Linked DNA regions of Mus musculus: all the other regions are linked to region 2. A link is a contact called in public HiChIP or PLAC-seq and promoter capture Hi-C data. All regions are on one chromosome and are shown on one strand. Each heading gives the region's core, a stretch centred on a gene start, on an enhancer-like site or on the middle of the called end of the contact. The rest is flanking DNA. Distances are from core to core; before and after follow the strand shown. Region 1 holds the start of Gpr20 (G protein-coupled receptor 20). Region 2 holds the start of 4933427E11Rik (RIKEN cDNA 4933427E11 gene). Region 3 holds the start of Ptk2 (PTK2 protein tyrosine kinase 2). Region 4 holds the start of Eef1d (eukaryotic translation elongation factor 1 delta (guanine nucleotide exchange protein)).

Region 1 (6,616 bases), core at 2,499-4,998, 1.0 Mb after region 2:
GTCCATGAAGGTAGAGACAGAGAAGGTCCACCCATGGCTGGTAGCTGTGGAGAAACTAAACAGAGCCAAGGCTGATGATAGGGCCAAACTCTAAGACATATCTAGAGGGATAAGTGTCTCTGGACACCCTCAATTTTGAGGCCTTAGTGTGGCACAACCCATAGCAAGAGTTTGTATCCTGGTCTGGAGAAAGATCAGCTTCTCTAGAAAACTGCTTCTCCAGGACTTGTTGTACCCGTGTGTAGAATATGAGAGGGAGTTCAGCAATGAAGAGCGTCTACTGTTCTTCAGAGGACCCAAGGGCAGTTCCCAGCATTCATACCAGACAGCTTGCCACTACATGTAACTCTAGCTCCAGGACATACAAACCCCCCTCCATAGATCCTCTGAGGGTCCCTGCACATATGTGCACATACCTCCCTCAAAGTCAGACAGGCACACCCATATACACATATACACACACACATGCACACATACCACAAACACACATATACAGCACTCAAATACACATACCACACACACACCACACTCACATATACACCACAAACACACACTCATACACACACACTACATACCACACACACATACACCACATACCACACATCACACCACACACACACCACACACAAACCATACATATATACACATACACACCACATACACATATATACCATACACACCACACATACCACACATACATACACACCACATACCACATATTACAACACAACACACTCATACACACACACACACACACACCACTCAGACACACATACACAGTTTAGAAATAATTGAGTGGCAATCAAAAAAGACAAACATTAGTTCTCTTTGAACCTCAGAGTCTAGTGTAGAGTCCAGGAAGACAGTAAGATGTACACAGTGCCCATTGTAGGGTTCTACAAGGCCTAAGAAGCCCCTTTGTCAAATATACCATGATCCTCAGCAAGCTGTGGCCATAACACAAAATAAAATAGGGACCCTGAGCACCCTTAGCTCTGGCAGGTTAGAGGCCGGGAAAGCTGACAAGCTGATTTCAATAATTCTTTATTCGAGCACAATTTGGATTCAGGATCCAGATGGGAAGGCACACGGATTCTGACCCACCAGGTTCACCTTGACTGACTGCTCATCATCTGGTGCCCGCTTCCAGTCACTCCACTCTGAGTCTTGCCTATCAGTCAACCCCAGGGATTTGTCACTGGCCTTCCCCATAGTAAACATCTTACCCAACAGCATCCCTCCTCACATTCACACCCCTGCCCCTAGTGCCTCTAGTACCCCTAAAGGAGAGTGCCAGGGCAACACACGGTGTCTCTGCTCTGCACACACAGCAAGACGATGAGGTTCAGAGAGGCTCCGGCTATACTACAGGGACCCACTGTGCAGTTCCATGCAGACTCAGCTGTCATAATCCCAGGGGACCACCAGAGGCCAGACAGGTCTGAAATAGAAAGCCATCCAGGCTCTGCAGGGGGTTTGGCCAACTCTTGACCCTGGTCCAGTTCTACCAAGAGAACTGAAGCCCAGCCAACTCAGAGTAGTGCATGGTCCCCAGGACCAATGTGCCGGAAGAGACAGAAGCCCACACTTTGCCCAGTACTAGGGCTGGAGCTGCTCCTGAAGCCTGCATGGAGAAAGCAGGCCAGGCTTTGGTTCCAAGTGTGACTGGCAGCTTGACAGAAGGGACAGCTCCAGGTCTGGCTCCCCTCTTTCTAACGACATACCCTTGAACAGGTGACATTACCTCTCTGATTTGTCCTCCCTGGGAGTGGAACCCAGCAGCTCTTTAGAAGGCTTGATGGTTGAGTGAGACCTAGCACCTAGCCCATGTGTGACAGATACCACTGTGGGTGCACCATTCAGCATTTGTCTGTCTGTTTGTTTTGCAAGACATGGTTTCTCTGTGTAGCCGTGGCTATCCTGAAACTCACTCTGTAGACCAGGCTGGCCTTGAACCCAAAGATCTACCTGCCTCTGCCTCCTGAGTGCTGGGATTAATGGGGTGTGCCGCCACCACCTAGCTGCATTCTGCACTTCTTACTGAATGATGAACCCCCAGACTATGTTTCTAGATGGCAAGGCACGACCTGGCAGTTGAACAGACCCTCTCAACTTCACATGCACCACACACAAATGATGCATACGCACACACACCACATGCACGCCACTCTTCTCCTCTTCTTGCAAAGGTCGTGTTGCACCACGATACCCAGCAATGCCCTAGGGTTCCATCACACATCAGCCATCTCCGTTCTCCAGCCTCCCCTTGCACCCACCCATGCACCTGGCCTGTCACTTATGACCTGTGCACCTTGTCACCCCTCGGACATAGTCCAGCAAGCACAGCAGCAGCCAAGAGCCCCACTGAGGCTGTAGACTTATGCCTCAGGACTGCCCTGGCCCCTGAGCCTCAGCGCCACCCTTCTCCTCAGGTCTGTATACCCTGCCAAGTGATAGGACAGGACCCACCCAGGTGCTTCCTGGAGGTGGAAGGGCATGAAGGAGTAAAAGCCAGCACAGCCCTTCCTGTGTTGTTCCAACGTGGAGTCAGGGCAGGGATAGGAACTATGCATCCAGGCTATAGGCACCGCGTATCCCAGGCATTGAAAGTCTCAGCTACTGGCTGAGTGTAGAAGGAACGGGTGGGCACTGATCCCTAGGCAAGGACCATGGCTTTCTGGACCCACCTCTGGGCAGCGTGTGAAACGTGAGCTCCTCCAAGCTCCAGCCCTTTACTTGCCTGCCAGTGACTTTGAAGCCCTACCTAGCCCTCAGCCCCGCAGCCTAACAGAAGCCTAAAACCTTCCCTCCAGGACCAGAAGTCGCTGCTGACCTAGGGGAGGTGGTCTGGCAAGCCATGGGCTCCTGCCTAGGGTTCAGTTTGCCCCAGTGGGAAAGATACAACAAGATTCTATGAATATTATGATGGGTGGAGACCAAGGCTGGGAGATTACACCCCTCTTCTAGAACCTTCTGTTCCCTTAGGATCAAAGCCACCACTGGAGCCTCTAAGGGCTGCTAAGACTCTGTGTGCAAGTGACCACTCCCTCCCAGCTTCATAGCTCTGCAGACTACGCAGCTGACCCTACCAAGATGGCTTCCCCTTCCTCTACCCATCCAGGCAGCCCCGTCCTGTGGCACCTCCCTCTATCCACTCCGGAACCCTGCCCTCACTTCTCATCTGGGCTGGCTGGATCTGTCACTAGGCACCCACTTCTTCCTCTACTGTTTCTCACACCCAGTGTGAGCTCTGAGGGCCCGGGGGGTCTCCTGCACACAGCCCTCCCTGGTCATCGATGTCAGAATGGCTGTTGAGTGGATGCTCGAGAAAGCACTGTGGTATGACTGAAGTGGATGACAGACATGAAGAGCAGAGGGCTAGAGGGAACTCCTGGCAGAGCAAACAGCCCTGCACAGCCTCAGCCCCAGAGACATTCAGCCCTTGCTGACCAGAGACCATCCTCTGCCAGCTGTCTGTGGTTACACCTGCCTGGATGTCCTAAGCCCCTGGCTGCTGCGACTGGACGGGACCCACCCAGCAGATCTTTCTTCTCAGAAACTGGCCGAGCTGTTCTAAGACAACCCATAGCCTTGGGCCAGAAGCCAACCCTGCCCCCCTCCACTCTTCCTGGTCCGAACAGCTGTGGCTCACCCCTCTGTCTAGGGAAGGTGTGGTATCTCCGACCCCACCACCACCCCTCTCCCGCCCCCAGGCTCCCTCCACCCCAACCCCGCCCCCCTTCCTCTAGGCAGCCAGGCCAGCAGGGGTTGGGAGGGAGACCGCTCCGCCCCCACCCCTCCCACCCCTCTGCCTGTGTCCAAAAGCAGCTGGCTGGCCTGACGTCAGGCCCTGGGAAGGCACTGTCTGTGGGTCCACAGACCTAGAGCTTCAGGGGACAGGCTCATCCCAGAGGAAGGTGCGGCAAGAGCGGGTGAGTTCCCCAGGCACTGCTGCCTCCTGCACCCCTGTGCACAGAGCGGGCTATTCGTATTGCCCAGTTGGGTGACTTAGGAAGAAGAGAGGGGGTGAGAAACAGGACCAAGAAGCAAGCCCAGTTCACAGCCCTCTGCCACAGAGACAGTCGCAGAGATGTAAAGAGTTTGGAGGGGAGAGGGGCAGAAGTGGCACCCTCCCTGCCCCGTGGGGTTGCTCTCTATTCTCCCAGTGACCCTCACCCACCTTGCCCACTCTGGATTTCATTCATGAAACCGATCACACACTTGCGCATCCGCTGCTGAGTCCAAAGCCAAGGGCTCAGTTTCCTCTCCTGTCCAGGAAGGCACTTGGGATGGTCCCACAGACCAGGCAAACAGCATTTGATGAGCTCTGGGTCCCTAACCACTAGCACCAGGAGGGGACAAGGCTTGGAAAAGCATCCACTTTCTCTACAAGGAACCACATCTGCCCACCCCTGGCTCAAGGTCTCTGCCCTAGTCCAGGTCCTTCCTCTACCTCTTTGGGAGTGGGGAAACTGAGGCCCATTGCTGGATTTTCTGCTCAGCCCGCAACAGGACCCCCAAGCTGATGCTTCCGGACTGAGCTTCCCTGGTGTAGCTGCCCTGTGAGAAGGCTGTAGAGCAGGGTCCCGAGGGGGCTGGCTGGCTGGGAACTGGCTGGTGGCCAGAGTGGCTGGCGGGGGCAGGCTGTGGAGCAGCTGGGTAGCCTCAGGCAGGACGGAGACAGAGGCTGGTGGAGGGAAAGCATAGCCCGCAGAGGTTACCTGCCTTTGCCTGCCTCTGTGTGCTGCCCCAGAGCAACAGGCTGCCAGGGGGTTGCCTGGCTGTGTGTCTGCTGAGTAGGTCTTTCTGCAAGCACGGTGGGAACAAAGGGAGCTGTGCTTCCTCCTGGGATTCTTCAGGGGATTTCTTCAAACCTGTACAAGATAGTGTGAGATGGGGTTGGCTATGGGGTCTTTCCTGTTTGTTGCTTGTTTTGTGGTAAGGCCTCAATCTACATCCCAGGCTGCCCTGAAACTCTATTAGCTTGATGTCTTCATAGCTTAGGTTGCAGTGTTCTTCCTGAGTCAGCTTTCAAGGGCTGGCTTTAGAGAGTGTGTGCATCAGACCCATTTCCAGTGGGTTTGGGGGGTAGGGGTTGTTTTGTGTTCCTTGGTTTGGTTGGTTGGTTGGTTGGTTGGTTGGTTGGTTGATTGGTTGGTTATAGTTCTTGAGACAGGATCTCCTGTAGCCCAGGCTCACTGTGTTACTCAGACCTCAAACTCACAGTAATCCCCCTGCTTCTACCTCCCAAATTCGGATATTGCACTCTCACTAGCTCCAGTCCAGCCAGATACCACGCAAATAAAAACAGGGAGGCAAATGAACAAGACACTGCCACACAGAACGGAACACAAACTAGGGAAGGTGATTGTCCCAGCCACGCCCTCGAAGGAGGTGAAGCAGGTCCAAAGATGTCTGAGTAAGATTCCTTCCATAGGTCTAGTCAAAACCAAGGCAACAGTGTACCTAGGTTGCCCCAGCTCTCCACTGCATATTGGACCACACAGTGACTACCCTGGGGCTTTGAATGTGTCTGTCCAGCCTTCCCCTCCACTACTCTCTTAGATGGGTCTCCTGGCCCTGCTTCCACTCCAGATGTGAGCTGTATGAGGAGGGACCAACTCAGCCTAAATCCCTTAAGACCCCAGTGCTGGGGTTTGAGTCGGATCTAATGCCTGCAGAACCCCCTGCTCTATGTGCATTCTGGGGGGCGGGGGGCAGACTATAGGTGGCTGAGTCAGTCCTCCTCTGCATAGGGTGGGCAACAGGCCTGGCCTGATGTGCATTCAGCTTCCACAGAGCTAATAGCTGGGAATTAGACAGCACAGAAATCAAACCTATTACTTCTGTCCCTATTGTGTGACACAAAGCATCAGAGTGAGCCTCTCTAGGCCCCATTGGCCTCGTAACCAAAATGGGGTCAGCAGAACCTACTTGGGGTTCCCTTGGGAGGGAGAGGGGTTAGTGAGATCTTTGGAGGTATTCTCATAGGGACCAAAGAATCATGGGATTATAGCTTTTTCCTCAGGGAAGGTATCCAAGGTACCGGGAACTTAAGGGGGTTCAGGGAGTATTGTGTGGGATACTGACTGTGAGTACTAAGCACTTATGACAGGAGACTTAAGCACAGGGAACAGAGTGTGCAGACTCTACCAGGTAACCCAGGCACAAAGAACAGCATGCCCCAGATGGAGAACAGCGGATGCAGAGAGCATACGCACCAGGCACTCAGAAGAACTAAGCATTTCCCCCACCCCCACCCCCCCAACTCTGCACATCCCAGCAGCCCTTCAAAAGGTTGAATTGGCAAACAGAGTGTCAAGGACCAGGGAAGCTATAGTTGTCTAGGCTAGAGGTGAGCAAGGAACCAACATGTCAGGGAGACCTGAGGACATTAGAAGCCCCAAGTGTGACCAAGTGTGATCCTCCAGAAACGTGCCATTCCTGTTAGTCCCATTCCCAAGGTCTCAGGTAAAGTTTCTCAGATGGTGACTTTGGGGGAAGTCAGCAAGATACAGCCCAGGTCCTGTTCACAACAGTGCGTGGTCCGCTCCCAGGAAAGCTGGGTTGTGGGGTCTTAAGGTCCTAACTGTGCTTCAGAGAGCTGCCAGGTGAC
Region 2 (7,039 bases), core at 401-2,900:
TTTCCTCCCATGTCCCATACATTTTAGCACTGGCCTGCACTTAAGTCACTACCCACAGTCATGTGCTACAAGACAGTGGCTGTCCCAGGGCAGGGTTTTGGCTCACAGTGCAGCAGCAGTAGCTGACAATAATGTATGGTCAGAACAATAGGAACAAGGAACAGGCAACAGATAGCCTGTCCAGAGTTCAGGGGGGTGGAGGGAAGGAGGGAATCCAAAAAAATAGATTCTGGGGGCAAGGCCAATCAGATGTGGTGGAATGGGTGTGGGGCATGAGGAAGAGTTCAGGGTGAGTGGGATGGTGGAACTGCCAGGAAAAACCATGGGTAGCACCAGGCCAATCACAAGGCTCCCATCTTCATTTCAGAAACACTGTGTTCAAGGTGCATGTTATGTCCAGGTCCTGGGAAGAGACAGAAGTTTCGACATCAGAGAGGAGATTCTGGAAGGAGACATGGATTTGGGAGCCACCCAGCCTTCCTTGGTATTATTAAAAATCTTGTACTGGAGATCCCTGGGGAATTTGAATGGAGAGAGCAAGAGATTTAACAAGAGAGGGTGGGGAAGAACAGGCAGACGGGTCCTGGGTACTCAGGCAAGGGTGTGAATTAAGGAGGAACAAGTTTCCACAATCTGTGTTTCTATGGAGCTGTGACTAATCACCCCCGTGTGGAGGTCCCAAAACAACACAATTATGTTTTCTCCCACTTCTGAGGACCCAGGGTACTGAGATCAGGGTGCCAACAGGTCTGTAGTCCGAAGTTTCCCCGCCTTTTGGAGCTCCTGTAAACCACTTGCACTTCTTGAATGGTAGTCTTCCTCCATCTTCAAAGCACAAGGCTCAGGCTCTGTTGTCAGTTCATAGCCTTCCTTTGGAGTGTCTTCTCTCACTCGATCCTTTAACAACGAACCGTTGTGCTTACAGACAATCAGAATAAACTTTATACTTCGACGACTTTCTTTTGGTTATGCCTGCCAAGTTCCTTTCAGCTCTTGAACTCGCAGGTTCAGGGATCTAGAGACTGGGCACCCACACAACTGATCGAATTCAGGTATGTTCAACATACAAAATGGTTCATTTCATCTCAATGCCTCTCAAAGCCTCTACGCTATATACTACGATTCAAATCTCATCATCAGCATCGTCTAAATTGGACACGTTTTGAATCCTAGCTAAAAGAAGGGTCCACAAGGATGGAAAGGGGGTCCTGGCAACCGGCGGGCCTTGGGTACCTCCCACCGCAAGGTGGCGTTGGACCCAGCCTTCCGTCCGTGCTCTCCGGGCCATGGCTCCCAGGATCGGACGCTCCGCTCGAAGATTCCGTTCCTCAGGAAACGCGAAGCGCCCTGTGGCTTTTGTTGTTCTACCGGAGGCTGAGCCGCTGGGCCCGGACCGCTTCCTTGCTTGGTCGCCCCTTAGCGACCTAGACACCACCGAGACAGAAGTCTCCCGGTGGTCTAGAGCGTCCCCCGGAAGTGGGTCGGGGAAGGCCGAGAAGAGCGGGCCGGTGGAGAGCTGCGTGGCTGGCGTTTCCGGCCGGTAGCGGCGGCACGGGGTCCGCAGGTGAGTGGGGCTGGGCCGTGCGGGGCTGGGCCGCCGCCTCCGCCGACTGACTTGGAGGCTCATCCCAGAGCCGGACGATCATCGTTGTTTCTGCGCTCGGGAATCGAGTCGCATTCGGGACTCGAGCATCCCTTCTCAGGTCCCCTCGGCTCCCAGGCGCTTCACCAGTCCGCAGACCGGGCAAGCTCGGTTATTCCTGGCTCTCCCCGGACCCCTTCATTCGTTTCTTGCCTGTGTTTTGAGTTTTTTGTTTTTTGTTTTTTTTCCCCCGTGTGTCGTCTGGGCTGCAGCTAGGTTGCAGGCTGTTTCTTCCATCCATTCCCCAGACGTCTCAGGACCTGCGGGAAGAAATTTGCCTCTCCTCTTAGGAGCTTCTCCCACTTTATACTCCCGCTCCAGAAAAGGTCCTTTAAGCTTCTGTTCAAGTGGTCCTTGGTTATCAGTGTTCCCTTGGAACAGTTCTTCCCAAGGTAGAAGCCTCCTGGATCTCTGCAGTCACGTTTAAGAGGTTCTAAGAGTGGTACCAAATTCAAATTTCCTCTTTCCCCTTTCCCCCTACATTAGCACTTACTGGGTAGCCCAGGCTGGCACTGTACTCAAAGCCATTCTGCCTCAGTCTCTCAAGTGCTGAGATGGTAGGCTTGGACCACTACATGGAGCTTGGCAAAAATTTCATTTCTGAAGTGGGTGTCTTCAGTCACTAAACCACTCTCAACACATCTGCAGGGCAGGCACTAAGCCATCATAAGTTGAGCCTCCCGGTAGCCTAAGTTGCTGAGGAATTCCTCGGCTGCCTGGGTTAAACATTACCCCTGAGAGTAGACTCTGGCCTTGATTTCCCTCTGCTCCACAGTGAAGTGCCCACAACAAATACTGTGTGCCAGTGGTATGCACACTATCCTCGATCTAACTAGCAGAGGAGAGCCTTGGGGACCAGCACTGAGTTCTGCAGACCAGGAGACTGACTTAAGGGAATAGAGTTACACAGCTGGCCGGTGGCAAGCTGTATTCCCTGCCTATCTTTGGAACTTCATTTGAATAAATGACTCGTGTGTCTTATGTTGTGGTCTGGGGTGCACTTTTATACTGCTTGTGGAAGTAACTCTGTGGCCTTCTGACTTATCGAATGCTCGATTGGGAGGAGCATTCCAGATAAGATTTACAGGGAGAGAGAAGGCGTTAGTTATGCATTGTGACTCTTAGCCTTTTCTGAACATTTCTAAAGGTTGCTGGTGCTGCTTACTGTGTCGTCTGAAAGGAAGGGCTGGTTAACACACACACACATACACACACACAGGCCAAATGGCACTGATGTTTAAAATCTAAGCATATCTTGAGTGCTTGCTCTTAGTAACATTTTTCTTTCTCCTCTGCTTTTCTAGTTCCTGGAGTGTATGGGTTAAGCAACGTTGTGAATCCTCACAAGGAGTATCTCCAGCTTAGGGCCATCAAATCTTCATTAGCCTGAAACCTGGACACAGTTGAAGGGGAAAGCTGCCACATTGTGACATCTGTGTGGAGGCCGTAGGCTCCAGGTGCACCCCAGCAGTCCAGGGTAGCTCTCCTGTCTCCTCCCCTGAAGAGAACAGCACTACCAGGATCTGAGGCCTAAGTATGCTAGAGTCCTGATACTGAAGGCAAACTAAGGCAAGAGACTGCTGTAGACAGGGTAGAGTCAAGAATGAACTTGACTTAAGCCTGGGATCAGTTCCTGGGGCAGGTAGAGAAGAGAGGGAGAAACCGTGGCCCCAAGAGCCAGAGAGAAACATAACCAAGTAAGGACAGGGGCAGCCTGGCTCCGGCTGCTTCCTCATGGCCTCCAAGCAGGCTGCAGCCAAGGGCAAGGGGGAGAAGCGGAAGCGAGTGGTGCTAACCCTGAAGGAAAAGATTGACATCTGCACCCGGCTGGAGCGTGGGGAGAGTAGGAAGGCTCTGATGCAGGAGTATAATGTGGGCATGTCTACTCTGTATGACATCAAAGCCCACAAGGCCCAGCTCCTCAGGTTCTTCGCCAGCTCAGACTCTCGGCAGGCGCTGGAACAGCGACGTACCCTGCACACCCCAAAGCTGGAGCACCTGGACCGGGTGCTCTATGAGTGGTTCCTGGTAAAGCGCGCTGAGGGCATCCCTGTGTCGGGCCCTATGCTCATCGAAAAGGCCAAGGACTTCTACAAGCAGATGCGGCTGACAGAGCCCTGTGTGTTCTCTGGAGGGTGGCTTTGGCGCTTCAAGGCCAGGCATGGCATTAAAAAGCTGGATGCCTCCAGCGAGAAGCAGGCGGCTGACCACCAAGCTGCTGAGCAGTTCTGTGGCTTTTTCAGGAGCCTTGCAGCGGAGCACGGGCTGTCTCCAGAGCAGGTGTACAGCGCTGATGAGACTGGTCTTGTCTGGCGGTGCTTGCCAAATTCTGCCCCAGATGATGGGACTGTGCCCCACTTCAAACAGGGCAAGGACAGGCTGACTGTCTTGATGTGCGCTAATGCCACAGGCTCCCACAGAATCAAGCCTTTGGCCATTGGGAAGGGTGGCGGCCCCAGAGCCTTCAGAGGCATCCAGCACCTGCCTATTGCTTACAAGGCCCAGGGTAATGCCTGGGTAGACAAGGAGATTTTCTCAGACTGGTTCCATCATATTTTTGTCCCCTCGGTGAGAGAGCACTTTAGAACCATAGGCTTACCAGAAGACAGCAAGGCAATTCTCTTGCTGGACCATTCCCGGGCCCACTCACAGGAGTCTGAGCTAGTGTCAGAGAACGTCTTCACCATCTTCCTGCCCTCCAGCGTGACCTCCTTACTGCAGCCCACAGAACAAGGCATTCGCAGAGCCTTCATGAGGCTCTTTATTAACCCTCCCGTGGCCTTCCAGGGCTTCCCCACCCGCCACAACATAAATGACGCCATAGTCAACGTGGCCCGTGCCTGGAATGCTGTGCCTAGCCAGGTCTTCCAGCGGGCCTGGAGGAAACTGTGGCCCACTGTCACGTTCACTGAAGGCTCCTCCTCTGAGGAGGAAGCAGAGTGCTGTGCCATCAAGCCTCACAAGACGTTCGCACACATCCTTGGGCTTGTAAAAGAAGGGCCAACCTGTTCTGGCAGCAGGCTTCAGGACAGCAGGGTTGAAGAGCGGGTTGTGGCAGGGAGGGACATAGATGAGGCCCCTGCCATTGTGGCACCATCCCAGGCCACTAGGTGTACAAAAAAGTCAGAGAAAGATACCGGTGAGACTGAGGAGGCAGCCTGGGAGCAGGCAGCCACATCCTTTGAGGCACTTGTGCGCTTTGCAGAGCGGCAGCCGTGTTTCAGCGTGCAAGAGATGGGGCAGCTGCAGGCACTGCACACGGTGTTCAGGAGACAGCAGCAGCTGAGGCAGCCCCGTGTGGCTCTCAGGGCTGTGATCAAACTTGAGGCCCTTCAGGAGCACCCTGGGGTGTGTGTGGCCACAACCCACCCTACCTTGCCTTGCTCTTCCACTGCAGGTGACAACTAAAGTACCTTGTTTGCACCCACTGGCCCTCTGCAGCTCTGCTCTATGGCATGTGCAGCTGTGGGGCAGAGACTGCCTGCTAGGGAGGAGAGCATACTGAGATGAGCGAGAGAGCAAGCACAGGCTTGGGCCCCAGGAGCATGGCTCTTGTCAGGGTTGCTCCTTGTTTACAGAGGGCTCTCTATGTTCTGGCTAGTGGTTTAACTGTATCTTCTAGCACAGATAATCTATCATTTGAATGGCAAGAGACCTGGTACCCTCTATCTCGCTACTCTGGAGCCTCCCCTAGCTGCAGCTTGGTTCAGTGGGCCAGTTCTGTGTCTGGTGTTGGAAAACTGAGCCACATTATCAGGTTGAAGTGCCTTGAGGGGTGTACCTCCAGCCCTTGGGAGGCTTGCTCTCCTCAACTGGTGGACCCCACGCCCATTCCTAAGGGCACTGGCTTCAGCGTTTGGCCTCAGTGTTCACATCCCCCACTGCTAGTTGCTGAGGTATCATGCCAACCTCTTGGTCTGCACCCACCTCATCCATCAACAAACAAATTCAACAGCAAGCTCTGTAGTGTCCCTGTCAGCAGCAGGTCCTACCCCTGGGGTCCAGGTCTCACAGAGCCACTGTGCTAATCTCAGCATTGTTCAGAGGCCAACATGTTCTCAGAAGTCCGTGTTCCCCAGAACTTCAAAGTAACAGCCTTTATGTGAACGGTTTGCAAAGTCACAGAACAGAACAGCACTTGGTGCCTTGGAGCTCAACATGGGGTAGGGGGGTTAGCACTACTCCAGTGGGATATGTGTCTGCCCTGGTTGGTTCTATGGAGACCAGCTGTCGGAGGACATGACTTTTCCTGACATTGTAGCATTGTAGCCGATGAGTAGCACTGTGGCTGCTGTGCCCGTGACTCCCAGTGCCCTTTGTCTGCAGAGGTTACCTTACTGTTCTTTCACCGTGGCTTTGTTCTTGACCTTCATTCCCTCCTGGATTCCTGTGGCTGTGCTACCACAGTCTTCATTCCAGTGGTGGACAGCTGCTACACCAAGAGACTTTTGCCGAACCTCTGAGAGCCAGAGGGGTTTGGGCAATGTTGCTTTGTGTTTCTGTATCTGTCCAAACACTAAGGATGGCCATTGCAGACAGCTCTAGTTGTGGCTGAGTGTCGTCTTGCTTTACCTGCATGTGTGAATATTATACCTAGGTTGTTTTCAGAAGTCTTTGTCATGATTCTTCAGTCCCTGTTGACCAGGGTTATGCTTCTTTCACACCACTTTTTCTGTGTGTCTGGGTGACATTTGCATGCTCATGTGCTATCTGGTTTCTGGCTCATACGGGGCTGTTGTGTAACTCTTGTGGCTATTTAAGCTGCTGCAGGTCAGAGGTCAGAAGCCACACGTGCCTGAGCATCAGTGGGCATGTGGAGTGGGGGCATGGGGCGGGACTGGGGGCGCTCCTGGGCCTATAAGGTTTGTACCCATCAGACCACATTCTAGGACCAATGCTAGCTGACCTTCAGGACCTGTTCCTGGTATTGCCACCTACTATATATGTGATGCCCCCAGAGCACGTTCCAAAACAACAGCCTCCTTTGTCTTCATCCCTCTGTCCCAGGGGAGAGTTCCCTTTGTCCAGTGGTCACTGAGGCCCTCAGAAAGCTCTAAGCTCTCCAGGGCAGAATGTTCTCTGGTTCCCCCTATATACTGTCTGCTTCCCCATCATGCCTCTCAGACACCTGTGTAGCCCAGCCTAGCCTAGAACTGGCAGTCCTGCTTCAGCCTCCTGTGTATCAGCATTAGAGACATACACTGCCATGCTTGGTTCATTTCTGCTTCCTACCACGAGCTAAGCTATTGTTCCACTGATAGACAGGTTTTGGGCACTGGAATGTCACACTGCCCTGGCTGCTCCTTTCCCACCGCAGAGCCTTTTCTCTCTGTTTATGTGTCAAGAGACCTTTCACATCACCTCTCACTTCCTGGGAGGAGGTTAATTTGTCAGCTC
Region 3 (7,450 bases), core at 1,959-4,458, 1.3 Mb after region 2:
CTCTCATTCCAGCATCTTTGGGCAAAAATGCAGGCTGCTCAGTGTCTATCTAAGTGTCCTCCCTTGAGACAGAGTTTTACTGTGTAATAGCCCTCGCTGTTCTGGAACTCACTGTGTAGATCAGGCTGGCCTCAAACTCAGAGATCCACCTGCTTCTGTCTCCAGAGTGTGTGTCACTGCCTCGCCTGACTGTTAAATGTCCGTTTCTGCTTCTTCACTGTGAGAGAGCTCTCCTAGGAGGAAGCTCTGGGCAGTTGGGGGAGGATGGGCATTTCAAGTGGAATTGCTTGGGGGATTGTGCAGCTGCGCTGTTGGAATACAGGAAGCCCTTCCTGAAGACTTCCCACGCCAGGGAAGTACTGGCCCATCTGATGTAGTGCAGGAAGAGAGAAGCCAAGTTGGGCTGGCTGTTTTGTTTTCTTGCAAGGGGTTTGAGTGCAGTAGGCTGCTCTAGGAGCGAGAGTGCGGGTGGCTGGAGTGTGGCTGATTACCCAGAGAGAGAAAAGCAGGCGCAGAGACTATATGGTTGGAAGGAAGCAGCCTTGAATTTTTGCCTTGTTACCTGACTCATTCTTTTTATCCTGAGACACAGCTTTCACATCCATGAAGTGGGGATATCGATAACAGGTGGTCACCCGCAGGGTTATGAGGCTATTATAGGATATATGAGGACAGCCTTCTGGATACTACTCTCCCATCTGTCAGCCACACTGACACAGCAGACACTCTGCTGTTTTGTAATAGCTCTTTGCTTCCCATGGCAATATTATTTCTTTTTTTTTGTTTGTTTGGTTTTTTTTTTTTTTTTGAGACAGGGATTCTCTGTATAGCCTTGGCTGTCCTGGAATTCACTCTGTAGACCTGGCTGCTTCTGCCTCCCAAGTGCTGGGATTAAAGGCATGTGCCACCAATGCCTGGCTGCGGTCATGGTGTTTTGACAAAGTAACTAAGACACAAGACACAATTTGGAGGTGCGGACTGTATTCAGCTGGACATTACTGGTCTTTGAAGGCCCCATGAGGCTGCTATTGACTGACCATTTGGCTGGAGCTGGGTGGCTCAGCATAGCCTCGCTCACAAGCCTAGAGGCTGGCAGCTTGCTGCTAGGGTCCCATGTGGCTTGCTTAGGAGGCCAACTTTCACTCTTTTGTCAGGGTTAAGAAGAAACAGCTTTGGGTATCCTGTGATCAGCACCATGTCACCTATGATGTATCACTGTGATCAAAGCAAAGTATGAGACTTGTGCAGATTCAAGGGGTGAAAACTCAGATTCTGCCTCCTGTTGGGAGGCCTGTCAAAGACTCGGTGACCCTTTTCAGTCCACTGCAGAGTGCTACCTCTCCTCACAAAGCCATTTTTGATGCAAACCCCCTTTTGTGTCACCACTCCAAGCCCCTCCCCCCTATCCTTCTGATACTTTAAATAATAATCTCTCATTTTACACCATGCAAAGCTTCATTCACCCACTCAACAAATATTTACTGTGTGCCAGGGACTGCCTGGGGAACAAAACAAAGTCCCTGTTCTATGAATCTAGAAGTCCAGAGCAGAGACAATCGAGAGACGGACAAGAGCAGTGTTGAACTGTTCTGAACAATAGGTTTGGAGACAACAGGGTAAGCAGGCAAGGAGCCTAGATGGGAGCACACTCAGCAGGGCAATGGGTGGCTCGGGTTTCAAAGTAGTCAGCTGACATTACCGAAGTGACAACTAACATGGGGCCGAAGAAAAAGTGCTAGAGGTGACACAGAGACATAATCCCTTCTAATTTTAAGTGCAGAAAAACACTATAGGTTGGCTATTGTGACATAATCTGTAATCCCAGCACCAGAAGATGGAAGTAGAAAGAGCTGGAGTTCAAGGCTATCCTCAGCTACACAGAAAGTTTTAGTACAGCCTGGGCTACATGAAACTATATCTCAAACAAACAAACAAACAAACAAGAACGAAACAAAATAAAACTAGAGCTAGAGGGATCCCTCAGTGGTTAAGAGCACTTGTCTTTGGAAAGGTCCTAGATTCTATTCCCACACCAACATGGTGGCTGGCTCACGACTATCTCTAATTTCAGAAGAGATCCAATACCCTCTTCTGACCTCCACGTGCACCAGGCATGTGTGTGATACCCATATATACATTCAAGGAAAACACACAAGTACAATAAAATAAATAAATCTGGGAGAGAAAAAAAAACCCCCAAACATAACCACCACTACTAGTTCAAATCCAAGTTTAATACACTTCATTAAAAAAAACAATAAAAAAGAAACACTAAAATATGGCAAAATCTCGACAACTCAAAGCGTTTTATTATACCTGAGTAAATTACAGCTCCCAGGTATGTAGTGGTTGGTGGTTCTGTGTTCACCTTTCACTGCCTGTCCTGCTTGCTCGTTGGCTTGTGGTCGAAGATCAAAATGACACCATTAAAAATGAAAGTTCCCCGCTTCTGGTTTCATTTCCTACCGCAAGGATGCCAGTGATTTTTTTCCTTTTTTTTTTTCAGAGATCACAAATCAGTCACCACTTCCTGCTTAAGACTCTCCGTAGGGTTGCTGCACAAAAACAAACTCAGGGAAACTAGGCACGGCTCGGAAGGACAGGGCCACCTGCTTGATTCAGGCAAAGGTGTCCCCCCAGTCTCACGTTTCGTGGTAAGTTCCGCGCTGGAACTGGCTCTTAAGCCAGCAGCCATCCACAGTGGCTCTCCCGTTCTGGCCCTCCTGTCCACCCAGTGTCCCCGAAAGGCTTCCCCAGTCTTAAGATCTACAGGGGCTGCGGGAAGGGGCTGGAATGTGAGTGGCCCCAGGCACTCCTAAACGATCTTTCGGACCGTCTTCAGAGATCCATTAAAATACTCTCTGTGCCTCAGTTTCCCCATCTACAGAAAGCCCATGAACCTCTATTGAAGCGGTGAAGCCTGGAGAAGATCAGGGCCGGCGTGTGTGCGGCTAAGGATCTCCTGTGACCGTGAGGGACCCAGGCCTAGTCCGCAGACCCTGGGGCGGCCACAGGGGCCACCTCGTCATCCCGGAACAGCGCTATCCGCGGACGACGCCACGCCCGCACAGCTGGGATACACTTTACTAGGAGCCGGGCGCGCCGGACTGCTCTGCGCAGGCGCGGTCCGCACTGCGCAGGCGTAGAGCTCTGCGCTGAGGTGAGGCATTGCGCGCCGCGAGGTGTGGGCGCGCGCTCCCCAGCCACGGCGCACGCGCGGGCCCGCGCCGACTCAGCACGGCCCGAGGGCGCGAGCCCGCCGTCACCGCTACCGCCGCCGGCCGGACCGCCGTGCGCCCGGCGTGCGCGTGGGAGAGAGCACGGCTGCCGGTGCCGGCGCCGCCCCGCTGCCTTCTATCTGCCTCAGCCTCGCGCGCCCAGTGGTGGCCGGTGAGTGCGGGGCTCGGGCCGCGGCCGCGGAGGCGCGGGCTCAGGGCGTTGGGCGGCGCGGGCCGCGGTGCGGGCTTCGGCGGACACGGCCCCCACCGCGCCCCGGCCTCGCTCCTCGTCAGGCCGGGCCCCGAGGGCTGAGGAGGCCGCGGGGCTGGGGCGCGAGAGGCCGCGGGGTCCGGGACGGCGGGGCGGGCGCGGCGGGGACCGGGAGGCCCGAAAGCCGAAAAACAAAAGAGGTGGCAGGCGGAGTGCTGAGCAGCCGCGGGGTGGCCGGCGCGGGGCTTCCAGTGCGACCGCACGAACCCCGGAGTCATTGTGCTGTCCAAGTTCCCTCCGCCCCGACCCAGCCCCGCCACGGCGCGCTGCCTGTCCCCGCCGGTCCTCGCCGGCTGCTTTTGTGGCACCGCTCGGAGGAGCGATCGTGTCTGTGTGCGCACTTGTGTCGTTTAATTGTAAGGTTTATTTTATTTTATTTTAATTTTTTTTTTGCGGAGAAATGCGCCGAGGAGAAAGTTGCTTTTTGAAAGCCATTTCAACAGTGTCTCATTCTTGCATAGTTAGACTGCAGCTGGGTGTTTGGCAGTGGGACCAAGATAATAGCAATACTGTAATGATTATGGGAACTGGTTGAAATAGGTTGGAGCTGAAGGCACTGCAAGAGTTTGCGGGTTCGTTTTAAATCTGACCAGCGCTGGCATTTCTACTTAGAATGGAAGCTTTATCATGGTTGTGGTAATGGGTTATTACTACTTGAAGTGAAATAGCAGCGCCTCACTGTGTGTGTGTGTATTTATAAACTGAGGAATGAAAAGTCTCCTTTCAAAGACAGGTCTCTGAACAGTGACCTGGGACAGAAGTATTGTGAATGCAGACATAAAAAGAGCTAGTTCATCTAACATTAGCATTCTCCGAATTTTTGTGGAGATACACTATAGATAATATTTCCACTCAGTGATACTGTTGAGTTTCGTGTAGTATTTAAACGTGAACTTTTTTTTTTTTTTCCTGGGTATGAAACACCAGGGCTTCCCACGCGGTTCGTGCTGGTCCACAAAGCCACGCCCCCAGTCCTAACAGGAAACTTTAAGGAACGTGGACATGGTTCCCAGTATTATTATGAATTTAGTTTTATATTTGTGGCTGTTGTAAGTGGGCCGATCCCTGGCCTCCTTTTAAGACACTTGAGCTTATTAAAAGGCTACAAGAGTACATTTTCCTGGAAAGGATCTTGTTAGGGACATTGCCATATAAGCTAACTTATACGTGATCTACAGGCAAAGGTGGCTTCTGTTTGGGAGGGACCCACAAGTCACAGCTTTTAGGACTGTGTGGCTCAGGAAGAGATGATGCCTGGACAGGTAAGTCCTTTTGGCTCAAAATCCATAGTGTGGGGCCAGGACAGCTTTGGCAAGCTCCCTAGAGTAGATGGGACCTACTGTGTTTGAGGCTGGCAGCCCACTAAACAAGGAAGTGTTGGGGGTGGAGTTCCAGCAGTAGCTGTGAAGGGTGGGAGGAGGCAGCACGGAGGAAGCGGGGTATGTGAAGTAGTTTGGAACTCTAATCCTGTTGTTGGAAATTACATAATCCCCCAGTCCTCAAAACCCTGTTCTGGAGCTGGTTAGATAACTCTTCTCCATAGGAATTGGGAGATCTAAAAGACATTTGTAGGCTGGGCAGTTAGCTCTTTGTGTGTTACGTGTGAAAGGCTCGGAGTTTGAGCAGTGGCACAGTCCTTCCCTCAGAATATAAAGAGGTGTTAACCCGAGTTGCTTTAAAGATGATTGAGCATGTAGAAGAAAGGATTTTATATTACACTGTATAATGCAATAAAACTAGTTTTGACATCATTGCCCTTTCTTGGGATGTTAATTTGAGTAAGAGAAGTAGGAACTTTGTTCACAGAAATTTTGAGTCGACTCGCCCCTTAGGTCTTAATTTTGAGAAAATAATTAAAAATGAATTACAAAAGATGTGGCTCAACATGTTCATATAGTGTGCAAATCTTTTTAGTTTGCATTAGACATTTTCGGTTTAGATGAATTTTTACCTGGGTCACTTCTTGTTTTAAATTCAGTCACATTAAAAGTTAATTTTTTTTCATTATTTGTGTGTGTGTATGATATGTGTGCAAGTTGGCGTGTACCTCAGTGCAAGTGTGGAGGTCAGAGCAACTTTGTGGAGTTGCTTCTTGCCTTCTACCAGAGGTTGAATTTAAGTTGCTGGGCTTATTACAGCCAAGTGCTATTTCCTGTGGTGCTATCTTACCAGCCTGTAGTTGTCGTCGTCGTCGTCATCATCATCATCATCATCATCATCATCGGATCATCATTGCTGGTGGTAGCAGCAGTGGTGGTGATGATAGTCACTACAATTGGAGAAGCATATAGGGAGTGTGGCTCAGTGGTAGCAAGTGTTCATGAAGCTCTGCGTTTGAGCCCTAGCACTGCAAAGATCAAAATAATCAGACAATTATGGTTTCTGTGGGCTTTGCTTTAAATCTTGGAGTCTACCACTTAGAATACATATTTTTGTTACCATTTCCTCTACTAAGATTCCTAAAATAATCAGCAATAAATTGTTATTGGAATCTTTTTCTGATACTTTTAGAATTACTTAAGTTCAAGAAATTTAAAAGGCTGGCAGTTAATGGCTGTGTTTTTTGTGTGTGTTGGTAGTGATAAATTCCAGGGACCTTAAGAGTACAGCTGTCAGCCTCCTCCCGGTCCCCTGAGACACACTGGTCTCACTAGACTACACTGAGAAGGTGTGTTTGACCACTGTCTCTGAACTGTATTAATAGTGGATATTTGAGCCTTTTTGGCTTTGTTCCTCTACATCATTTTGGCAAAAAGTTTATGACTTAAGGAAGAAAAGCAGCCTCATGTACAAGAAATGAAATTTATATATCTCAGTTTCTGGTACTAATTTCTAGGAATTATGATAGATCGTATTTAAAATCCCTTAAAGGCATTGCTGATTATAAAGCCTACTACCTATAATTCTTAAAGATTTTATCTTTACTGGGTTCTAGTATGGAAATATAATTCGGAGAATTCTGTATGATTCAGCGTTCAGTTTAAGTGGAGTTTAGTGGGTGCTGTTGTATCTAATCTGCAATCTTGGAACTGGGAAATAGAATTTGTGTGTGCTGCTGGAGCTGGAAGACAGCATTACTAGTGTTGACCAGAGTTTACGGACATGAAGATGTTTCCTTATCAGCCTTAAAATTAATTAAAGTAGTTCTATGTGGAACTTGCTGATGAATACTTCCCCTTGCTGGAAAGAAAATGACTGGAATCATCTTATAATAGGGGAGTGATCTTACCACTGGGCCCCTGTGAGTGTCACTGCCTTCTGGGGAAACCTGGGAGAGTTTCTCCTCCTTCCCAGCCTTGGATGGGGATTTTGCTTCAATGTTATTCCTATGAGAACTGTTGGCCTGCAGGTGCTGTAGCACCCCTAGTGTACACAGAAGACCTGCATGTTGAAGTTCAGAGTAACTTGTGGGGGTCACCTGGCTCATATTGGTAGCTCTGGAGGGGAAATGGCCACCCAGGGCCTGCAGGACTGGACAAAGCTTAACTGGTTTTCAGAATGTGAGTGATGGTACCTGGGAAGTTTAGATAAGTAGATTCTGTCTTGGCACTTTCAGAACCAGAGCTTCTGACTTAAACAGCACAATATAGACTAGCCATTGAGTGTATCAGAGTTTTGGTTATTTGGAGTCAGTTAAGAATTAGTTAAATACAGATATATAAGGGTGGAACAGTGCTTGATGGTGCTTACTTGTTTTAGTAGCTGACACAGCCTCGAGGGTTTCTGCGAGTGATTGTTCTTGGATTAATGTGTATAAGGGGAACAGTTTATGGAAAGCAAAGAGGCAAGGCATGAGCTTCCCTGTGTAGTAACTCCCAGAAATTTTCCTTCCTTCCTTCCTTCCTTCCTTTCTTTCTTTCTTTCTTTCTTTCTTTCTTTCTTTCTTTCTTTCTTTCTTTCTTTCTTTCTTTCTTTCTTGAGATAGGGTTTCTCTGTAGTCCTGGCTGTCCTGGAACTCACT
Region 4 (6,583 bases), core at 245-2,744, 1.2 Mb before region 2:
CTTGACGCCAGGGACAAATTCCTCGAAGAACCAGCCCCGAAGAAGCGGGCGACTGAGCCAGGCATCCGGACTGTAGCGGTAGGAGGCCGGGAACTTGTCCTGGTTGTGGTGACGCAGGCTGGGTGGGTCCGGTAGCTGCCCGATGACTAGTGGTTTCAGCTTGTGGCTGCCCGTCAGGTTGGCGGCCAGCAGTACTGTCACTCGGTCACTGCGCCAGCGTCGGCTGCACCCACCAGGCTCTTTGGAGTCCCCAGTGCCCGGAGTTGAGGCCTGCTCCGGAAGTAACCTCCAATAGAGACCAGTAACGTTAGCATTGTAGATCTGCTCGTCGCCATAGCCGCCCTCGGAGTGGGGTAGAGTGGCTGGCGCGCCGTCAGGTACGAGAACTGCGCCTGGTGACTGCGCCGGCTCCTCTTTGACAGGCGCGGGGCCTGCGACCGGGGACTCAGCCTCACCATAGATGCGCTGGCTAGAGATGCCATGGCGCTTCTGCCAGCGCCAGAACCAGCCGTGGCTAGCCTTGAAGGTACACTCGGGGCCGTAGATCTGGCGAGCAAAGGCCTCAGCCTGCGCTTGGATAACTGGCCCGGATAGCGGCACACCGTGCTGGCGCAAGGTGAGGAACCACGAGTAGACGGCGCGGTCGATCTCCTCCTCGTTGGCCAGACGCATCTTCTTGCGCTGCGTGCCCACTTCTCCACCCAGCTGGTCCAAAAACCAGCGCAGCTTGGGCTCGTCCTTGAGCCAGCCGCGCAGAGTGCCGCCTGGCACGCCGAAGTCGCGGCACACGCTGGCCTGCCGCTCACCGCCCTTGACGCGCTCGATGGCTTGCAGCTTGTCTTTGATTGAGTAGGCCTTGCGGAAAGTCATCTTCACGGCCACCCGGGGCCGCGGCCCGGGCGCTGGGGGCGGCGGCGGGCGCGCCGTGGAACCCGGGCCGGGCGCCGGCGATCGCGGCGGCTCAGCAAGGCACCGTGGCTGGGGAAGACGAGCGCGATGCGGGACCGGGTGCAGGGCTGGGCCGGCCGGAGGGCTCGCGGGGTACATGGCGTCGGCGCCAGGGACCACCCGGGAAAGCGAGCCTGACACCCCGCGCGGGCCGCTCGGGGCGGGGCTCGGGGGCGGGGCTGCCCGGGTCCCTCCCTTTTGTCTCGCCAGCCTTGCCTGCCCCGGCCCGCAAGGCCCGCCCACTTCGCCTCGTGGCGCCTGCGCACAGTCTGGCCTTGGGCGCGTCACTAGCGCGTGCGCACATCAGCTTCATTACGTCCCGCCCTCGTCGGACGGATCCACTCTTCGAGCTGAGGAGGGGTTCGGCGTGTTGGGAGATCCGGTTCTCCGCTCCTAGCGACAACTCTTGAGGTGAAGCGCGGCTCTCAAGGTAGCTCTTCCTTTGCTTCTACCATGGTGGTTCCTGCATGCATCGTGATGCACGCTCTGAGGGCAAGACAGCGCGTGCCCAGGGTTGGACCCCCCGCCGTGCCTTTCGTGGTCTATGCCGCTGCGTTTTCCGGGAGCTGCGCGGGCGCCCTCCCTCTCCTTTGCAGTCCTGAGCTCGCAGTTCCAGGTTTTGGTTGCTGCGTCCTTGGCTGGCGTGTGAGTACCGGGGGCCCCGCCTCAAGGAGCGCACGTGCGGCGGAGGCCTGGAGTGCCCGGGCCCCGCGCCGTTAGGGTTGCCTCCCGTGGGACAGTGCGGGCTGCGGGCGGGCGTCTGGGCCTGTGTGGAGGCGGGCCGCTGGCCACATGGTTGCCAGATTCCGGAGCGCTGCTTCAGGCTGGCTGCGCGGTGGCTCCGCACATCCCAGCACGGCACGGCCTTGAGTGACACGGTTGCCTGCGGTCGGGCTGGCTCCGGAATTTTGGGGGCCCAGCTCTTGCTAACGCCCTAGGTCTTTGCGGTTAAGCACCAAGGGCGTACCTAACTCTAGGCATAGAGGGAGGTTGCTTCGGGTGCTGACTGGTGGAACTCGTACGGTCCACGAACACAGGGTAGAAAAAAGGGCGTGGTGGTGTCGATTTGCTCAAAAGTAACAGGACTAGCTCTACTTACTGATTTGAATAAGGTGATCTGGGCAGCTTTCTTTGGAAAGGGGCGTTGAAGGGTACGGTCGCCCCTTTTCTAATACATGAGCACTCTCTCCGGGCATCATGGTTTTCTAGAGTGAACGGCTACCCTGCAGCAAAAAGAACTTGGTGAAGCTATAATGTTGGGATGCTACTCCCAAGGATGCTTCTGAATTGGCCCTGTCACTCGGGGATGGATAACTGGGTCTTATCTCAGGCGGATTCTCATGGATGAAGCAAAGGATGGATGTGACAGGACTACCGAGTGCCCCCTAAGCCAATCCCGTGGGGCAACAGAGTCAAGAGGAAGAAGTCAAAGGGACAAGGAGTCCCCTTCCCAGGCTCTGTGATGGCCAGTACATCATGAACCTTCTCTCGGACTGTGGGAGGAGAACTCAGCAAACAGTTGGAGAGTTGGCAGAGGGAGCCATTTAGACTTGGTTGCCTGGGATTTGCTCTGCATGGCTTTCTGCCCTCTCAGGAGAAGGCTGCTGCAGGGTCGTCCTCCGGGCTTATCTTTTGGATAGGTGAGGCTCCGTGGCATAGTACAGATGAGGCAAAAGTGCTTGAGAGGGCTTGATAGCAAGAGTGACACTTGGGGGATGCAGGTAGGAGATGCTGGCATTAAACATTTCTTCTGAGCCAGGGGTCTAAGATGCTGTGTGCCTATTGAATGTTGGAGTCATTGAAACATGTGAAATCCGGGTGCTGGAACGTGCTTTGGTCTCCAGTTCCACACATCACTTGACTCAGCAGACTTGGGTGGTTCTACCAATCAGAGTTTTCATTCTCCTTCCTGTGTCTAAGATGACACACAACCAATGCCCCCAAGGTATGGTCCAGATATTATCAGGTGTAAAGGAAGAGCTGAGAAAGCAAGTCGTCTAGCAGAGTCCCAAGACCTGTGTGTCAGGTCAAGGTACCGTCTGCTGGAACAGAAATAGAGCCAACAAACAATAGCATTTGGGGGTAAGGAGATTGGGGCTGGGTGGGTTTAGACTGGAGTGACAGCATTAGCCTCTGGGTCTCAAAGTGGGCAGACAGCTCAGGCCAGTGTTTCTGAGTAGGACTGGGATATCCCAGAGGCAGAGAAGCAGGGTGGGAGCTTGGAGATGAGAATCTACTAACCCATGGGAAAAAAAGACCAAGACACCACTCCTGTGCCAACATAAGCTGCAGTGGGAGAGTCACACTGCGTGGCTGTTGTGACTGAAAAGCTCGTGAGTCCTCACATTCCAAGTGCTACCAGCTGCCCCCTTTGAATACCAGACACAGAAAAAGCCCCCATGGGCAGCATCTGTTCACAGACTCAGGCCAGGTGAGCCCAGAGGATGTGGCTATAAGCGTGAAGGGATACAAGTTGAACTTTTCTGACAGACCTGTTCCCTACCCACCTTGCACATTTCTAATCCTGTGGAGGACAGACAGTACTGGGAGCTCATCACTGTCAAGACTGAGGGGGTGACATGCTACCTCCGAATGTCCAGAGGACAGAAAGGTATGGGCTTAGGGCTCAGAAAGCCAGCTTTTCTGTGGACTTTTATTCCCAGCATGTGGAACCCTCAAGGTGTTTGCTACTGAGATGGGGCACAGCTGTGACATAGCCTTTCTCATCTTCCTCAGGGTCCAGTTCCCAAGCCAGAAGTACCCTTGGCAGAGGCTGCTGCCTGGCCCAGATTGGTAGGAGTTATGAGAGCCCGGAACACATGTGCGCTTCTTTACAGAGAAGTGGTAGCTCAGCCCTGAGAGGCTGCAGCTAGCTAGTACAAGCTTCTTGTGAGTGGAGGAAGCTAGGTCTGGGTGCTGGGCTACATAGCCATGCCTGGCTCTGTTGTTATCTCAGGACCTAAGACCCATCAGGCCTTGTCTGACACTTGAGCTGTCTGCATGCAGTGCCCCCAGAGCTCAGGCATGAACTTGATAGCTGACCAGGTCCTTAGGTCCTATATCCTATAGCCTATGACTGGGAGCAGGGCAGAGCCTGCTTGTCTGGAAGCTTGCTTTCTCTGGTACTTCAGTCTCTTCAGCATGTTCCTGCTATTGCCTAGATTAAAGCCTCAGGAAGAAGGCGGCCAACCCTGTGTAGGGATGTGGGGACAGACAAGCTTGCCCTGTGCGGGTTTGAGACACTCACTGCTACTTGTTTCCAGGCTGGTTTTTCCTGGACAGCTTGCGGGCGCGTGTGTGCGTGTGTGTGTGTGTGTGTGTGTGTGTCCTCCAGGGAAGCAATGGAGTTCAGGTATGCCAAAGTCTGGGTGCAAACTGGCTAAGTTCTCAGCCTGTTGTGCACCTGTGGGGAAGCAGGCTGGGGAAGGGAGACTTTGTCTCCCTTGGGAGCCTTTGCTGCTTGTACTTACTACAACCAATGTCTTAGGACGGCACCCCTATCTGCTTGGTCTCTATGTCCCCAACACAGAGGTGGTATCATTCAGTGTTGGTTCCTGGTGGCAGCAGAGACCCACAGCTTGGAGCTGTGTGGACCTGGAGCACATGGTCCCAAAGCCCTGTCAGTGAAGGAGAGAGGCTGGGTTTCTTTCACAGCTAAGGGAGCACCTGTAGGTGCTAGCTCACCTTGATGCAGGTGGGAGCTTAGAAGAGGGTGGGAGCAGGCAGCTTCCATGGTGGTTTCTGCTTGTCTCTTAGATAATAGGAACCTGAGAGCTACATATCAAGGGCTAATGGAAGAGTGCTGCCTCTCAAGTTTGAGGGCTTAGGCAGCCTCCTGGGATTTGGTGGTGATAGATACTACCATTTTATCTTGTGTTGCCATGCCATCTAGACAAGCAGTTTCTAAAAGGCTGCCCAAGCTGCTGTCTTGGCATGGGTGGCCTTTCCCACCGCTCTAACCTTGCTGCTTTTCCTTCATGCTGTCCTAGGAGGCCAAAGCAAAAGTAAGTACGCCCACATAGCACCCTGTATCTCCCTTCACCTGAGCCAAGGAGCCCCCCAGCCATCGCCTTGCCAGAGAGAGGCATACCTGTGCAGAGTTGAGCTCGCTGGAACAGGGCAGTGGAGTGGTTAGCTTGTTCTAGTGGCAAGTAGGTAGCTCTGTGGCCCTGGCACCAAGCAGGTCAGCATATAACCCTCTCTGCCCTATGGAGAAGCTGTGGCCTGAGGAAGTTCCTAGTTTCTGTGACCCTGTCCTGCCCTGTAGTGGGGTTGGGTGGGGAGCATTGGAAACAGCTTCAGGAGGGTTCCTAGTCATACGCTGGGGGGGAGGGGACAGGTTAGTGGGCATTGCTGAAGGGAGTGAGGATAAACCAAGACCTGCAATAAGTACTCCATGAGAACAGCAGCCTCAGGAACTGGGCCGGTCATGTCCTGCTGTGATGGCATATAGTGCCCCTTGGTGACAGCGGGTGATGTCACAATGAAATGCTCTGCCTCCTGGAATTCCCTCTCAGCCCCTGCCCCTGCCCCTGCCCCTGCTACTTGGCCTTGGTAAGTGAGGGGGTGGCCTAGAGACCTCTCTACATTGGGCCTCTGGCTCCTGGTCTCTGCTCCTCACAGTGAGAGAGCTTGGGTGGATTGCACTAAGAACTTTAGCTCTCACTTAGAGGTAGGCTTCCGGGTAAGACAAGAAGAGTTTTCTGAGGTCCTCCACATGGGTGAGGTTTAGATAGCCGACACTCTTCCAGTCACGTGCTTTGTCGGGTGTATTAGGGAAAGGCCCTAGACAGTGATGTATCGTCACCTCGTGGATGCCCAGCAGATGGCCTGGGTCTGTTACCACAGACCCACAGAAGAGGCATTAGAGCAGCACCTGTACCCTTAGTCCTCAAACGTTAGATGAGTCCAGACTACAAGCATCTTGATAGGGTTACCCTTGTAGGGCAAGGCAGCTCTGAGAGTTCTTACCTGCAGCCTTCCGGGCTGGCTGGTAGAGCCTGGAGCCTGTCCTTTTTGTGGAGCCATATCTGGCTTCAGGAGTAGCAGAGGCAAGTCCTGCCTACATGACTGCTGCTGTGTGCTTCAGAGCCGCACCCTGCTGAGGGAGCAGAAAGGCGTGTAGCCCTTGAGGTAACACCATGTCTAGGGAGGAAGCTGAGGGTCCTGAGGCAAGAGTCTTGTTCACTGGTTACAGTAGCAAGTGAGATAGTGTCCTGATACTGAGGGTCCCGTGATGACCCTTCGGTTCTGATGGATCCAGAGTTGTAGTCTGATGGCCGCCTGCTGAAGTAGTGTCACCTTCAGTTTGATGGAGGATCTCTGGTGGTGGGTGGTGACAGGCATGCAGTCTCTGCTGTTGATATACAGCCCCTTTTCTCAGACTCTTTGCCTCTGGAAGGGCACACTGGTCTGTGTAGGATAGTTGTGTGGCCAAGGTAGGTGCAGGTGACTTCCCAGGATGCCCTACTTGCTGGTACTCCATCCACCCAGGCAGTTACAAATCGTTGTCAGTGAACTAGAAACATCAGCCACCTCAAGGAGGTGCCAGGCTCCACAGTGTGCCAAGCACAGCCAGGCTAAGTTTGATTTCACATAAGCCATGAGTAATCTCTTGCTATAAGTGAGCATAGAA

The links. Promoter capture Hi-C pulls out the DNA fragments that hold promoters and counts their contacts. HiChIP or PLAC-seq counts read pairs in DNA pulled down with a chosen protein or histone mark.
Region 1: a promoter capture Hi-C map of embryonic stem cells shows a contact between it and region 2, with 2.1 times the contacts expected there. The contact joins the promoter of Gpr20 here to the promoter of 4933427E11Rik in region 2. A contact is called at or near these places in 6 of 39 promoter capture datasets (the C10 cell line, embryonic stem cells, liver and 2 more), 1 of 15 datasets of contacts at CTCF or cohesin (large pre-B cells) and 2 of 115 datasets of contacts at active chromatin or transcription factors (embryonic stem cells and large pre-B cells).
Region 3: a contact with region 2 is called in a FOXA1 HiChIP or PLAC-seq map of pancreatic cancer cells. The contact joins the promoter of Ptk2 here to the promoter of 4933427E11Rik in region 2. A contact is called at or near these places in 2 of 115 datasets of contacts at active chromatin or transcription factors (embryonic stem cells and pancreatic cancer cells).
Region 4: a contact with region 2 is called in a promoter capture Hi-C map of pre-B cells, with 3 times the contacts expected there. The contact joins the promoter of Eef1d here to the promoter of 4933427E11Rik in region 2. A contact is called at or near these places in 2 of 39 promoter capture datasets (hippocampal neurons and pre-B cells).

What each region holds. Positions count from the first base shown.
Region 1 is chr15:73,704,637-73,711,252 of GRCm38.p6, reverse strand. It overlaps Gpr20 (G protein-coupled receptor 20), which reads left to right and starts at 3,748. Exons shown (of 2, transcript NM_173365.2): 1 at 3,748-3,932.
Region 2 is chr15:74,703,772-74,710,810 of GRCm38.p6, reverse strand. It overlaps 4933427E11Rik (RIKEN cDNA 4933427E11 gene), which reads right to left and starts at 1,650. Exons shown (of 1, transcript NR_033197.1): 1 at 437-1,650. Jrk (jerky) reads left to right here and starts at 1,489. Exons shown (of 2, transcript NM_008415.6): 1 at 1,489-1,564; 2 at 2,947-7,039. The coding sequence starts at 3,377. The coding sequence ends at 5,050. Gm32994 (a long non-coding RNA gene) reads right to left here. Exons shown (of 5, transcript XR_003951652.1): 5 at 6,300-7,039.
Region 3 is chr15:73,418,949-73,426,398 of GRCm38.p6, reverse strand. It overlaps Ptk2 (PTK2 protein tyrosine kinase 2), which reads left to right and starts at 3,208. Exons shown (of 35, transcript NM_001358046.1): 1 at 3,208-3,390.
Region 4 is chr15:75,904,255-75,910,837 of GRCm38.p6, reverse strand. It overlaps Eef1d (eukaryotic translation elongation factor 1 delta (guanine nucleotide exchange protein)), which reads left to right and starts at 1,494. Exons shown (of 10, transcript NM_029663.2): 1 at 1,494-1,593; 2 at 4,938-4,952. Tigd5 (tigger transposable element derived 5) reads right to left here and starts at 1,103. Exons shown (of 1, transcript NM_178646.4): 1 at 1-1,103. The coding sequence starts at 1,047.